2 separate regions of the Danio rerio genome follow, and region 1 is linked to region 2. A link is a contact called in public Micro-C data. All regions are on one chromosome and are shown on one strand. Each heading gives the region's core, a stretch centred on a gene start, on an enhancer-like site or on the middle of the called end of the contact. The rest is flanking DNA. Distances are from core to core; before and after follow the strand shown. Region 1 overlaps prdm16 (PR domain containing 16). Region 2 overlaps prdm16 (PR domain containing 16).

Evidence for each region. A called contact is a pair of places that touch in the nucleus more often than the background predicts.
Region 1: a Micro-C map of caudal fin shows a contact between it and region 2, with 2.2 times the contacts expected there. The contact joins two enhancer-like sites. A contact is called at or near these places in 5 of 18 Hi-C or Micro-C datasets (caudal fin, embryo, hematopoietic stem cells and 2 more).

Annotation. Positions count from the first base shown.
Region 1 is chr8:58,184,364-58,187,300 of GRCz12tu, reverse strand. The region is part of intron 3 of prdm16 (PR domain containing 16); the gene reads right to left. Among named protein-coding and RNA genes, the nearest start is that of nppal, 180 kb to the left of the region's middle. Within about 2 kb of position 1,655, at least 7 of the 62 cell types and tissues checked have an H3K27ac peak or open chromatin away from gene starts, as enhancers often do.
Region 2 is chr8:58,148,310-58,151,156 of GRCz12tu, reverse strand. The region is part of intron 3 of prdm16 (PR domain containing 16); the gene reads right to left. Among named protein-coding and RNA genes, the nearest start is that of nppal, 210 kb to the left of the region's middle. Within about 2 kb of position 1,341, at least 18 of the 62 cell types and tissues checked have an H3K27ac peak or open chromatin away from gene starts, as enhancers often do.

The DNA.
Region 1 (2,937 bases), core at 406-2,905, 36 kb before region 2:
GTAGTGATTCTATTGTTGCCATGGTAACATAACAACTATAGTAATTGATCTGTTGTAGTATTTTTATTGTTGCTATGGTAACACAACAACTATAGTAATTGATCTGTTGTAGTATTTTTATTGTTGCTATGGTAACACAACAACTATAGTAATTGATGTTGTAGTATTTTTATTGTTGCTATGGTAACACAACAACTATAGTTATTGATCTGTTGTAGTATTTTTATTGTTGCTATGGTAACACAACAACTATAGTAATTGATCTGTTGTAGTATTTTTATTGTTGCTATGGTAACACAAAAACTATAGTTATTGATCTGTTGTAGTATTTTTATTGTTGCTATGGTAACACAACAACTAGTAATTGATATGTTGTAGTAATTCTATTGTTGATATGGTAACACAACAACTATAGTAATTGATCTGTTGTAGTATTTTTATTGTTGCTATGGTAACACAACAACTATAGTAATTGATCTGTTGTAGTATTTTTATTGTTGCTATGGTAACACAACAACTATAGTAACTGATCTGTTGTAGTATTTTTATGTTGCTATGGTAACACAACAACTAGTAATTGATATTTTGTAGTAATTCTATTGTTGATATGGTAACACAAAAACTATAAAAATCTGTTGTGGTGATTCTATTGATGCTATGATAACACAACTATAATAATTGTTCTGTTGTAGTGATTCTGTTATTGCTACAGTAACACAAAAACTACAGTAATTGATCTGTTGTAGTGATCATTTTGTTGCTACAGTAACAACAACCAGTTGTGGTGATTCTACAGTTGTGATGGTAACACAACAACTAAAGTAATTGATCTGTTGATTCTTTTGTTGCCATGGTAACACAACTTCTACAGTAATTGATCTGTTGAGTGGCAGCGGTATAACAGAAAGCACAGAAGCGCTGGAAACTGCTTTCTCACTATGCCACCGGTTCACCCGCCCTCTCCTGACATACAGGCCCGGCGGTGCTGCGCGTAATAGTAAAACACAGCTTTATAAAGACCAGAGGAGACTTTACACCATTGTATAAAGGCGAACATTTAATATTTCTCAGCTTGCTGGCACACCGTCAATCCTCAGACAATAAAGCTATTGAGCTTGAGCCTCGTACCTCCAGCTTGATTCACCCTAAGCGCTGGTTTTAGCACCTTTTCCGCTCTGGTTTTCCGCCAGCAGAAGCTCAGATCCTCCCCGTACAGTTCCCGCGCAGTATATCACTGTAGATGCCCTGATCTTGAGAAATGTTTACGGCTACCGTTGGCCTTAACCTCCAGGCCCTCTGGCCTCAACCTTCACCCTCACAAAAGACTCGCCACCCCCCCCGACCCTATGATGGATTCTCAAAGAGACTTGGCCGCTGAGGGGGCCGATATATCTGACAGGCCTTTTAATTAAGCCACACGTCTAATAAAGGAGCTGAGCCATTTGCTCATTGTTTAACACAGTATGGAGAACACACCAGTCAAGCCCCAGGACGTGCATTAATTCCACTCTTGGATTGGGCTGGACGGGTGGGGGCGGCGTAATGTATGGACGCCACGGTAACGGGCCTGACAGTAATGGCCGACGCTTGTGCATTAGGATGATTGCGAGGACCCGGGCGCTTTCAGACAAACCAATCCTCCACGCGGAGATGCAACAGTCACATGATCGGGCTCTCAGGCCCATTAGAGACAGCGGGAGAGCAAGGCTGGGTAATCAATGGGTGTGTGGGATGGAGAATGGGGGGCAGAGGGGCTGGAGTTGGAGAAGAAATATTAATCTCTTTATGTCATGAGTCATATTCCTTCCGCAGCACACCGCAGTAAAGTGACACTTGATTTTCTCGCGGGGACATTCAGAACACCTGTTATTACATGGTGGAAGTATCTTGTTATGCCATTTATAGAAAGAAAGACTTCAAGTGAAGCCTATAAATACTGAAGGATCTTCTGAATTGCCGAAAGCATTACATTTGGCGCTGGTATTGTGATGGATGGCTTTTTGTATTAAACAGCATCATCAATAATAGGGAAGAATGCTTTCATGTGTATTATGAATGCTTTATAATGCATTATTGCACATTAATGTTATATCTATGGTTTTATGACAAAACTGTACCGAACTGAAACGAATTGTACACTCATTTTTTGGACGTTGAAGATATTGTTATTAATAATAATAATAATAAGATAAAAATAAAAACAATTATTGTTATAATTATGTTGGTCACACTTTACAATAAGGTTCATTAGTTAATGTTAATTAATGCATTTACTAACATGAACAAACAATGAACAATACATTTACTACTGTATTTGTTCATGTTAGTTAACGTTAGTTAATGTAAATACAGTAGTTCATTGTTAGTTCATGTTAACTCATGGTGCATTAACTAACGTTAACAAGCATGGACTTGGATGTTAATAATGCATTAGTAAATGTTCAATTATGATTAATAAATGCTGTACATGTGTTGTTCATGATTAGTTCATGTTAGTAAATGCATTAACTAATGAACCTTATTGTAAAGTGTTACCATTATGTTTATATAATATAATTTTATTATTTAAAGTAATAACAATAATTTTAATTAATTTAATTTTACGATTAGTATTATATTTTAAATATTATTATTATTATTGTTATTATTATTATTATTATTATAAATATTAAAATCATATAATACAATCATTATTATTTAATAAATTTTACCACCAATTTGATGTACTATAAAATTTATAATAATAATAATAATAATAATAATTTAGTGGTGGTGTTATTTAATATATAATACATATGATTTATATATATATATATATATATATATATATATATATATATATATATATATATATATATATATATATATATATATATATATGATTTTGATAATAATAATACAAAAAATTATTTTAAATATTAAAATCATGTAATAAAA
Region 2 (2,847 bases), core at 92-2,591:
AGAGCCACGAGCTGGGTGGGTGGTCAGATATCAGTCGTCTTGGCTGGCTCAGAATTCAATCTCGTTCTGTCTGCAGGACTCTTACATCGTCACCCTAGTGATAGGGATCACGGGCAGGGAAAGTAGTGGGGAAACACAGAGCTTTTAAAGAGGCCCCAAGCTTCTCTCTCTGGCCCCTCAGCCAAAGTCAAGAGGTGCCTCCCTGACTCTATAACGTAACTTTCATATTAATCAGTTGTTTTGAACACTTCAATAAGCGTCGAATATAAATCACGATAGGCTGACTTTGTTTCTATATCTTATTATAAACACAACACCCTCTTTCAAGGAATCTGTTATTAAATTAACTTTGCTGAAGAGAACAGTTGTGTGAGAAAGATGGAACGACCGCAGAGATAACTACATTGAAGGAGGGGGTGGATTCAGTTAAGAAATAGAAGGGCTGTCCACTTTTTAAGGAGAGGATGTAGGCTGGAATGCATCCACCGGAGTGGGATTGCCTTTCCTTTTCCTTTTTTTTCCCTTCTACATGGCCTTTTGTCCGGGGGGTCTGCAGGTGCTCAAGAGGGCACAATATCCCCATATTCATATCCTGAATCTATTCTGATGCCAAAGCCCCGTCCCAATGGACAACACCTGCTCCTTCGGCCGTCTCAGCCTCACACAATGCCTGTTGTTCTGGCCAGTACATTCTCATCCATCCCCACATAGCCAGTGTCTGTGACTGAGAAACAGCCTGAGAATAGAGTCGTTTCCAAAACGCCCCCCATCCAACCGGAAAAATAAGCATCCTGTATCTTGGTTCCCATCAATGCAAGATGACATTAAAAAGGAAGTTAGACCAATTCAATTGGGTTTGAAGGAACACTCGAGATTTCTTTATAGACATCTTGGGGTTTACTATTTCTTAAATGTGGGATCTGAAAATCTCCTGCAAGCATGACACTAAACTAGACAATAAAAAAATACTTTCGCTGACATCTTGAACTTATCCGAAGCTCTCCGATTGTAATCACAGGTTAAAGCAGGCGGGAAATGGTGTCCGCCACCCATCTACTTGGCCGACAGTAATTGTGGCGATTTCATATGCTAACACAGAGCACTCCATCTTTGTGCTTCTCCATGGTGACGAGAGGTGTCAGATCAGGCGTGAGGTGGCTGGAGACGCCATTACCTATAAATAAGGTACAATTTGGTTGTCACAAGGTTGCCTATAATCTCGCCCCAGATCTGCAGCTCGGGCTGCCTGGCTAAGCTGCAGGGGCCACAGGCCAGGCCTCCGGTGAGAGAGAGGTTAGAATAGCTGGGGTGGGGGGTTGAGAGCTAATTGAAAGCTGATTCCTGTCAGGAGCTCCTTTCTATGAGAGACAGAGGGGACATTGTGTCCCTCTGAGCTTGAGTGTGGCCTCAACTGCTGCCAGAAACCCACCTTTTTATCCATGAGACAAAACAGAGACCCCCTCCTTCTCTCTTCTCTCTCTGTTGGACCTCTCTGCTGGCCGATGAAAGGGGATATATTAGGAGGGTAATTCTGAGAGGGAGATAACTGCGGGACAGGATGAAAAATGCTGTCTATCTGCAGGATGAGGGACTCAGACCATGTCAAAACTACAACTTTAGGGCTCAACAGGCCTTGGCGAGCTTGCCAGGAATAGCCAGCATCTAATTGAGTTCTTCGGCTCTCCTCTTACTGTGGTACGACACAGCAACCTGTTTTAATGAAATGTTGGAAACATACAGGCATTTGTAGAATGCTTGACATTACCTTAGAGAACAATGTGTAATTCCGAGCGCGGTCCTTCACGGTGATTTAAGTGTGGTTTATTTATAAACTGATTTCGAGAGGGCACGTGCTTATGATTGAACATGGCTGCAACATTAGCAACAGATATACACGATCCACCAATCAGTCAATTTCTAACTCACCATAAATAACCAGAAATTTTTACCTCAGTATCTTCATTTTAAAGAACCCCCCCCTTCCACCCCTACTCCTCCTCCTTTTCTAGACAGGGCGGCCCGGCGGCCCAGTGGTTAGCACTGTTGCCTCACAGCAAGAACGTCACTGGCTCAAATCCTTACCAGCCCATCCGACGTTTCTGTCCTGAGTTTACATGTTCTCCCTGTGCTCGCATAGGGGTTCCCTGGTTTTCTCCCACAGTCCAAAGACATGGGACCTAGGTGAACCGACCAAACCAAATTGGCCCTATAGATGAGTCAGCAGCATATTTGCACAGATATTCATAATTCGCCATTTAAAAGAGGGGGAGTTCTTCAGATCTACCCAAGCCTAAACTCCCCTCTCACCCTTCTATCTGGAGGGTGCTCCGGGCTCGAGGATCTTTTGAGCTCAGTGCTCTTTCCCGGGTCGGCATGCCAAACATGCTTTAATACTAATCATCAGCTAAGTGTGAACTTTTGAAATGAGTTATTTGTAGGTGCACACAGAATCTGCTAAATTTCCACCAAGTTTTTATTCAGTTTATTTAACAGTTTCAATAATAATATTGAACATTATGCAAGGGTTTATTTGATTTAATTACAATACAGGTTGTAAATAAATATTTTAAGTTTTTTTTATATATATATATATGCTATGTTTACCAAACAAGTGGGTGTAATTGGATTTGCAAAAAGTTATTTATTTAATTTTTTAAGGTTTTAGTTACTAAACTGGCTATCATAACACATTAATCTGCAGGCTTTTTTTCTATTTTTATTTTTTTTTACAAACTTCTTCTCAGAAAAAGCTAAACATCCACTGGTAAGTCTTATTATGTATCAAATTAACTGAAATTTTAGACATTTTAGACTAAGTACAGACTAGGCATGGGACAATAACCGTGT